2 separate regions of the Sus scrofa genome follow, and region 1 is linked to region 2. Evidence: chromatin contacts called from public promoter capture Hi-C data. All regions are on one chromosome and are shown on one strand. Each heading gives the region's core, a stretch centred on a gene start, on an enhancer-like site or on the middle of the called end of the contact. The rest is flanking DNA. Distances are from core to core; before and after follow the strand shown.

Region 1 (4,905 bases), core at 121-2,620, 800 kb after region 2:
TTGGTTACTCTAGAACCTAATAATGTGGATAAACTGAAGCTCTTGTATTATGTCATTCCAGTACTGACTGTTGTTGCTCTCCTTGTGAGCCGCCTCGCAGAGCCTGGAATTACTTTTGCTTTATGGAAGCTTCCTAACTTGTTTTGCTTCCCATATTAAACTTAAAGCTCCAAATCTGAGACCAGGACTTCCCTCCCTTCCAGATCCCGGCATGGAATGCAAAAACTCCAGAAAGTCTTTACAAAATGTTTGCTCCAAGAAGGCTACTGAGCATGCCCGGCTTGGCCAAATCAATTCAACATTCCGAAACAAAAACTATAGTTCCCGCGTTAAAAGGTGGAAAAACAGCTAAGGATTCTATCTAAAAGAAACGCAAGGTTCAACGACTAAGTTGAAGTAAAGGACAGCACTTAACACAGCTCAAACTTTGTACTTAGTAGAGCCGCGTTGAGCCACAACCCCGCCCCCCCGAAAAAGGCTAAAAAATACTAGATTAACGAGAGTGCGGAGGTCAACTGAGGATGAAGGGTATAGATGACTCAGGCTAACCATACGTTTTCCTAAAGCCGCCCTACCCAAAAATAAAGATGATCACGCCTTGAGCGTCAACACCAGTACAGGATACACAGTGATGAAGCTCACTTCGAAGTTCCCGTTTTACAAACCAAAAGCCGAGCCGTGGCCAAGATATACCAAGTACCAACATTTGCTAAGCTCTCTTCTGCATTCAACCACCTCCACCGCCATCTTCTAGATAAGAACCAGAACCTTTTCTGAAGGGCTTTCAGCAGAACCTTTCTGCATGGCTTCGTGCAGAGCCCGAGAAGGCTACGTTTCCCAGGTCGCCCAGACCGCGGAAAGGAGGAAGCCTTCACCTTGTTCTCCCCATGCCTGCTACATGCACGCCACCAGCCGCCGTTTTCCTTCCCCAAACCCGACCCCCTGCTCCCCGCCTGGCTGTCCAAGGTCCGACGCGAAAGGGGCGCGAGGCATGTTGCGCGGGCCTCACCTGCACACGCCACGGATGCAGGGCTCCAGCCAGATGCGGTAGGCGGTCTCGATGTGCTCCTGCGACACCTCCTCGGGCCGCACCGTCTCCGCCCAGCGCCAGGCCGCCTTCTCCAGCTGCAGCCGCGGGGCCATGGCCTTGGCCCGAGGAGTGCCTCCTGAGCCCGGCCGCCGCCGCCTCCTCCACTGCTGCCCAAATGGGCTCCGCCACCTGCCAGCGATGAGGACCAGACGCTCCCTCAGCCAGCTGGCCAGTCAATCACCTGTGCGCGCCTCTGACTCTGCGCCCGCCCGCCGCCCGCCCGCGCCCGACCCGTACGACCGGCCGCAAAGCACCGCCGCGGATACCCGACACCCCCCGCGCCCTCAGACGTTGGAGGTGTACTCCCCGCCGTGGCGGGCGCATGCGCGTCCCCAGTAGCCTTTGCGCCTCCCGCGCCTGTGGCCTGACAGGCGGAGGAAGGGGAAGCCACTGTTGGAGACTTCTGCCACATCCTCACCAGCGCTAATGTGGCTGCAGTGTCTCAGCCCCTGTACAGAATAGCGTCCTGCGCAACACTACTCTTACAAGCCGGTACCTCGAGGACCGAAGGCTGCCTACTCTTGCCCGGTGGTACTTTCCCTTTAACCGTGAAGGATTCACGCGAGAGGCTACTCAACGCACACCATAGATCCGCTGGAATGTGGGGGTGGGGTCTGAAACTTGGGTCACGAAAGAAACCAGAGTCGACTCTCTGGAAGATTTAACTTGAGCCTGGACGGTTTCGGACTCCTTCCCGGGCCCTTCTGACGTCACGGGATGTTTGGCCTTTTCCTGAGCAGCAACTGGACTACGTATCCCGGCGTGCATTGCGTGCTGCCACTCGCTGGATGCGAGGCATGCTGGGATTTGTATTCCTCGAAGTAGCCGACTTGTTGTGCCAAGGATTGTGCCGGAACGCCAGCTGGTACCTGGGCGGGGTTTCTCTGACCTGAAAGGTCGCCCTAGCTGGTGACGGACCCTCCTCACTTACCGCTATCTCCATATGCTGATTTCTTCCTTCTTTAGCTCCAGGGTTTGAAGACGTTTCCTTTTTTGCGGCCCCTGCCTCAGGTTATAAAGAGGAGCCTTATCAGAATGTTTTGCAAATTGTAAAGGGCCTTGGTTGAGTGAGGATTTGAGAGGTTTATATTTGAATGAGAGCCCTAGGGCGGTCTAAGCACCAATTTCTGAATCAATAGCTTGCCAGTTGGGTAACCTTGGACTGGATGCTTATTGTGTGTAATTCACTAGACAAACGTTCAATGAAGGAATTATGAAAATAAGACGTGGTCCGGCACTTGAGGGTGGGTGAGAGTGGTAAAGTTTGGAGTACTTGGGATAAGGCTTCCCAAAGAGGAACACTCCTAAACCCGCCTGTATAAAATAGAGTTTACCCAGGTGAGAAGAAAAGCACCATTCCAGACAAAGGGAACCACAAGAAGTTAAAGGATAGAAGAGAGAAACTTCTTGGTATGAGACAGGGAGGTCAGACTTGAGAGGAAGGATGGCCAAGGCTTTGCTTTTATCTGAGGACTCATTGAAAGGTTTAAAGCTGATACGTGAAATAATGGGAGTTGTACATTTTGTATGGTTTCCTCAGTCTAGGTCAAGGTCAGAAGTGTAGAAAACTATAGAACTAATACAAGCCGGAGATAATGAAAGCCTAAATGGGGCAGTGTAGTAGGTGTGGAATTGTGGAGACAAACTTGAAAGATAGGGAATTGTTAAACTCCATATCTTTCAAGTTTGTCTAATCAAACTGTTTACCTTTCTGTTATTTGACCTTCAGGTCTAGGTCATAGCCCTTTCCTAGGTGCTTACAGCTCCCTGTGTCATTCATCGCTTCACCTAGCACATATAGAAATTGTGACTATTACTCTCCATGCTGTCACTGCTATATGCCAATTTTCTAACTTGAGTAATTAAAGGAATAGAATTTTTTTTTTTTTTTTGGCCATGCCCAAGGTATGCAGAACTTCCTAGGCCACAAGCCGCTGGAGTGACAACACCGGGGCCTTAACCCACTGAGCCACAAGGGGATCCTATAAACAAACAGAATTTCTACCAAGTGAGATTAAAAGTACAGAAGAACAAAAAGCTTTAGAAGGGAGATGATTATTTCAATTTTTTTTTCCTGGCGGTGCCCACAGCACATGAAAGTTTCCAGATCAGGGACTGAACCTGCCTCACAGCAGTGACCCAGGCCACAGCAGTGACCACACCAGATCCTTAAACCCCTGCACCACAAGAGAACTCCATGATGATTTCAGTGTTTAATACATTGCATCTGGGGTACATCAGGGACATCTATGTAGGGATAGCAGACACGAGTCTGAGTCTTGCAGGAAATATTGCCCTGCATCACGGATTTTTCAGTCTCATCAGCATTCAAATATGCTGTAATTTCTCCCATGTCTAACAAACCCTCTTAACTCCCTCATCCCCTGCCACCTACCATCCCACTTATCTGCTCTATAGCAAAACTCGTGAAGAGTGGTCTATACTCTTCTCCAATTCCCTTCTTCTTAGCCCCCTTAAGCCCATTCTAAATCAGGCTCTTGCTTCTATCACCCCCAAAACCACCTTCATGAAGGTCACCAAATGCCTCTGGTTTCTCATATCACTCACCTATAAACTTCAGGGTCCTGGAGTTGTCCTTGAACCTCGTCTCTAACTACACTTATTCCCTGAGTGATGTGAATTAATGACTCCCAAATCCCACTATTTCCAGACCTGACCTTGCTCCTAAAATGCAAGACTTTTTTTTTCTTTTTTTTTTTTTTTGCCTTTTTAGGTCTGCACCTGCAGCATATGGAGATTCCCAGACTAGGGGTGGAATTGGAGCTGTAGACAGCTGCCTATGCCATAGCCACAGCAATGCCAGATCTGAGCCAGGTCTGTGACCAACATACACCACAGCTCACGGCAACACCAGATCCTTAACCACTGAGTGAGGCCAGGCATCGAACCTGCATCCTCATGTGTACCAGTTAGGTTTCTTTCTGCTGAACCATGATGGGAACTCCTAAAATATGAGACTTATATATCCTACTGCTTACCTGATATTTCTAGTGTACAAAAGGTATTTTGCACTTTATGGGTCTTTAACATGTTCTACTTCCAGCCACCCCTGATACCGCGAGTTTCCTTGGTCCCTGTCTCACCATAACAAAGCATTGAAACAGCAGATATTTTAAGGGTTTATTAAAGTGAAAGTGCATTTTCAGAGAGGGATAGAACTCATGTGCACGAAGGTTAAAAAAGAAGGCGTGACTGACTCTGCAATAGTTTTTTTTGTTTGTTCTCATTTTTAGGGCTGCACCTGTGGCATGTGGAGGTTCCCCAGCTAGGGGGTCCAGTTGGAGCTACAGCTGCCGGCCTACACCAGAGCCACAGCCATGCCAGATCCGAGCCACATCTGCAACCTACACCATAGCTCACAGCAACGCCGGATCCTTAACCCACTCAGTGAGGCCAGGGATTGAACCCGAAACCTCATGGTTCCTAGTTGGATTTGGTTCCTCTGCACCATGACGGGAACTCCTCTGCAATAGTCTTTATACCTCAAAATGCCACCTGAGTGCAGACCCAGTTTGATCTTCTGATTGGTCTTAAGCAGGATAACTTATTTACACGGGGAAGAGGTTACATGGTGGCTGGGTGAGGAATGGGCAACATTCCTTCTCTAGCAGGCAGTGAGCAGCCCAGGATGGTCAAGGTGTGGGGAGGGGCATTACAATGAGACATGGCCGGAAGCTTTGGGGTTTAATCTCCTTGAAGGGGACTTGAAGCCTATGACACCCCCAAGTGTTCTTCTATAATCTTTCCTATCTCAGCAGGTTGCAACTGCATCCTTCCAGAAATCTGAGCTGTAG
Region 2 (4,594 bases), core at 308-2,807:
TTTGGAAAGAGCAATAAAAACTTTAAAAGCTCTGAACAGGTTTATGCCTTTCCAGATGAAACAAATCTATCTTCCAAAATTAAACTAGTCACGTCTAACTTCACTCTAAGACAAGCCGGCTTGTCAGTAAAGTTCCAGGCGAATTCCTGGGTATATTTCTAACTAATTTTCACTTTTCAATGTAACGAAAAGTCAGGAAGCATAATAAACCACAGAGAGAAAATGCCTATGCGGAGAGGGCGGTAAGGTTCACCTTGCGCAGTCCTTTGTGCAGGGGAGCGCACTCCCTCAAAAAAGTTGTGACTCGTTCTCCATCACAGTAGTCAATTCGGTATCAAAACTCTGAAACCGGGCTCTCACTCGACCACTCCTGCCTCCATCTCTATACAAACGCTCCTAGTCACAAGTTGGACTTTGTTAACTAGAACCACACCGTCTAAGGAGCGGTGAGCAACAAGCTCTAGGAAAGCCATACGGGAAAACGAAAGCTTAGGCCCGCGTCGCAGCAGCAGCGGCAGCGGCAGCGGCAGCAACAGCAAAAGGCTTTTCAGGGACGCCAACAGCTGACAGCGCGCCCAGACCGCCGAGAGACTGGGCAAAGACCAGCAGAGACAAAGGCAGGGAGCGGCCGGTGTGCTGCGCGAGCACAAGGCGGGGGAGAGCGGAGCTAAGATGAAGACTGCGAGGCCAAGGAGGGCGGGCTCAGCGGCGGCGGACACCGAGGACACCGGCTGACAGCTCGGGCTCACGCTGCGGAAGGCACGCTGGGAGGCCCACGCCGCGATCCGGGCAGCGCCCGCCCGCGCGAGCCAAGAAGCGGCGGACCGTGGGCACCAACGCCCCGCGCACTCACCGCTGGGAGCTCCGTAATGGCGGCGGCGGCGGCGGCAGGGGCGGAGAACCCGGGGGGGCGGGACCGCCGCAGCCAGTCACCGCCGCCGGCATCTTTCGAACCGGCCCGGAAAACCGCTGAGGGAGTGGGGTGAAGGGGAGGGCGGGGGCGGACGTCGGGGGTCCACCGCGGGGCTCCGGAGCATGCGCAAACTCTCAGCCAATCGGAGCGGGCGGGAGGACGCCAGCGCAGGCGCACTGGGACGCAGGGCCCTCGATCAGGGAAGAGCTCCCCCACCTTCCCCTAGTCCAAACAAAACAAGGGCGGGAGCGCGCGTGCCAGAGGGCCCCGGAGGAGGCTTCAGCTCAAGGGGCAGGGGGCTAGGTCGCAGGGGGGAGGGATGGGGGGGGCGGAGCGGCCGGGGAAGGCAGACAAAAGGCACCACCTCCAGGGACGCGGGCGCCCCGCCCCCTCCGCTCAGGGAGCGGCGGCGGCGCCCCGGGCAAGCGTCCTCTGCCACTCGCCTTCGGGTCTAGCCGACCCGCGCCCACTCCCCGTCCGCCTGTTCCGTACTGCGTTACCTCTGCGCTCCCCCCTTCCTGGCGCCCGCGTCCCGCACAGCTTCTCAACGCCGCTGTCGTAGCCGCTCGTCACCACCGCCGCCGCTGTCCTCCAGGCCCAGCCGCCGAGCTCTGCCGCCCCGCCCCCCTGCCCGCGGCCCCGCGCGCGCGCTCGCGCGCGCCCCCTTTGCCAGCCCCGCCCCCCCCGCGCGCCGGTGGCCGCGCCCCGAGCCCGCGGGAGCGAAGGGAGCGCGCGAGATTTGCCTCCCCGGTCGGGCGCGCGGGGGCGCGAGAGGGCGCTCCGGGACGCGGGGACGACCCGGCTGGGGTCTGTGTCCGCGCGCAGCTTTCGCCGGCGCTGTGCTAGTGGCGCGCGTTAGCTTGGGTGGTGAGGTTTCGCTTCCTCGGAAGGACACTCTTTTCACTTACACTTCTGTGGTCTATTTCAGTCCCCGGTCTTAACTGGGCTTTGGCTTTGGCGATCCGCCTGCCTGCCGTTAGAGGGGTTGGCATTTCCCGCTTCTCAGTTTAGCTTCTTTGAAGACCGTGGAATAATTAGGAATTCAGCGGAAAGTTCATTTCCTCTCATTCGTTCCCATTAAGTATCCATACAGTACAGGGCAGAGTAATGGCTCAGGAAAAGAACTGTGAAAGTTGATTTTCTAATCATGAGTCTTCCCTGGCTCCCTAATCCGCAAACGCGGGAGGGTTCTCAACAAGGAAACCTTGGGATTAGAAAACGGAATTCCCTAGGAAATGTCATATTAGGTTGGTATCAGCGTACTTAGGCTACGTATTGTTAAAAAGTGTAACTTTTCAAAATCAGTTTGGGAAAATTCGATGTATCTCCAATAGTAGGTGTTTTGTCGGGGGTAGAGAGGGTTTGGGTAATGAATATAGGGAAATAATAAGCACAATTGCCTTGAGGCTCACAGTAGTATGACTAATTCTCAAATGCATGTTCCTGTCATTTTAAAGATTTGTGAAATCATTTAGCTCAGTCCTCAGGCTCTGCCATTAACTGTCTCACCAGCCTTCCCAGGTATAGCCATCTACTCCATCTGTTCCAAGATCAGCTGTATAAAAATTTAACCACCACACCACCACCAATTCTTTACAAGGTGTTATCATTAACATCCCGATTACATTACCAGTGCCCTGGTGTTCTAGTGTCAGGCTAAACATGTTCACAAGGGGTTTTGGTTACTTTGTGCCATTTCTTCAACCTACTCATTTCCTTATCAACATTTCTATCTTTTGTCTCCCCCCCCCCTTTTCCCTCTTTTTTGGCTGCCCTGTGGCTTATGGAGTTCCTGGGCAGCGATCAGACCTGAGCCTAGATTTTTTTTTTTTTTAATTTGCTTTCTTTTTTTTTTTTTTGTCTTTTTGCCTTTTTTCTTGGGCCGCTCCCATGGCATATGGAGGTTCCCAGGCTAGGGGTTGAATCGGAGCTGTAGCCACCAGCCTATGCCAGAGCCACAACAACGCAGGATCCGAGCCATGTCTGCGACCTACATGGCAATGCTGGATTGTTAACCCACTGAGCAAGGGCAGGGATCGAACCCGCAACCTCATCGTTCCTAGTCAGATTTGTTAACCACTGCACCACGACGGGAACTCCTGAGCCCAGATTTTTATGTGTGTGTACTTTCTAGGGTTACACCCGCAGTATATAGAGTTCCCAGGCTAAGGGTCGAATGGGAGCTACAGCTCTCAGCCTACACCACATCCACAGCATCTGAGCTGCATTTGTGACCCACACCACAGCTCACAGCAACACCGGATCCTTAAACCACTGAGCGAGGTCAGGGATCGAACCTGCAACCTCAGTTGGATTCATCTCTGCTGCGGGACTCCCATGAGCCAGCAGTTTTCTACCTACACTGCAGCTGTGAGTACAGGATCTTTTAACCCACTGTAGGTGCCAGGGATTGAACCTGCATCCTGGCGCTGCAGAGATGCTGCTGATTCCGTTGTGCCACACAGTAGGAAGTCCAATCTCCCTTTGTAAAGACTCTTCCATGTTTATGTATTCAAATACTTAAAACATCCTATCTTTCCTCTTTTTCCCTCAAATGTCTGTAGCCCCATCTCATGCAAGAAGTTGACACACAGGTAAGAGAAAACTAGATTTCTCCTCTCCACAGATTTTTTATTTTAAAAAACACACAAACACAAACCTTACTCTGTTGTTTGCAATATATACACCTGAGGGAAAACCCTGAAACAAAATTATTTTTCAAGAGGGTGCACATGGAGGCTTGCACGTGCCCCCACTCCATGCACTAAATCTACCGCTCAAGTCTGAAGCTGTTTTTCACTTACAAAGGGATTTGAAATTTTTATTGTGCGTGTTTTAGTGCTTAGGCATTTTACCTCTGCTAAATGTAATATGTCATCAGTTTTGATTTTTATACTTAGCTGAATCTGCGTTAAGACTCCTTGGGGGTATGGTTTTATAGTTTTTCTCACTTGGCTTTCTTTGAGCTATACTGGTTGTATAGTATACATCATTCAGTTGCGTTTGTTAAAAACAGTTACATGATGAGTTTTATACCCTTTACTTAAGCAGTGAGGCTGTTTGATGTTCTTCACTGGAGGGAACACATACCTTTGTGTGTTTAGGAGCAGGACAGATCTTATAGAGTGTATGGAGTTATGGTCACAGCACTAGTAAAACCCTCTTGCCCGGAGACTTCTCACACTGATATCAAAGTCCTTGAAGTTCCAACATTCATTCCTTTTAAGCTTCACTCTCTTCTATAGCACTTTCAAAGTGATAGTAGCAAGGAGAACTGAAATACTGGCCTCAAATTGATAGTTGAGAATTCACTGTTTTACTTATTTATTTTTTTGCTTTTTAGGGCCGCACCTGTGGCATATGGATGCCAGTTGGGTTATTAACCCGCTGAGGCACAATAGGAACTCCCATGAATTAATTGTTTCAACCTCTGTAGCTGAGAATCAAAAGCTCTCCATTTGACAGTTACAGATCAGAAGAGTAAGAATTCTGCGTGTCTGACTAGAGGAGGAGCTTCCAGGAGACAGAAGAGGAATAATTATGCTGTCATCTGTCATGACTGCACAGTTCTGCCCAGGGCCGCCCAGGTTAGAAGATAAATGGCTCAGGAGACCCAGAAACTTGAGGAAATGTAGGGTTTTGTGAACTAGAAAAGCAAGTGTTAGGAAATTCCCAAAATGC

Evidence for each region. Promoter capture Hi-C pulls out the DNA fragments that hold promoters and counts their contacts.
Region 1: a promoter capture Hi-C map of liver shows a contact between it and region 2, with 2.2 times the contacts expected there. The contact joins the promoter of USP48 here to the promoter of HP1BP3 in region 2. A contact is called at or near these places in 1 of 5 promoter capture datasets (liver) and 1 of 2 datasets of contacts at active chromatin or transcription factors (alveolar macrophages).

What each region holds. Positions count from the first base shown.
Region 1 is chr6:79,808,871-79,813,775 of Sscrofa11.1, forward strand. It overlaps USP48 (ubiquitin carboxyl-terminal hydrolase 48), which reads right to left and starts at 1,371. Exons shown (of 27, transcript XM_021097702.1): 1 at 1,010-1,371. The coding sequence starts at 1,143.
Region 2 is chr6:79,006,364-79,010,957 of Sscrofa11.1, forward strand. HP1BP3 (heterochromatin protein 1-binding protein 3) reads right to left here and starts at 1,558. Exons shown (of 12, transcript XM_021097635.1): 1 at 1,414-1,558.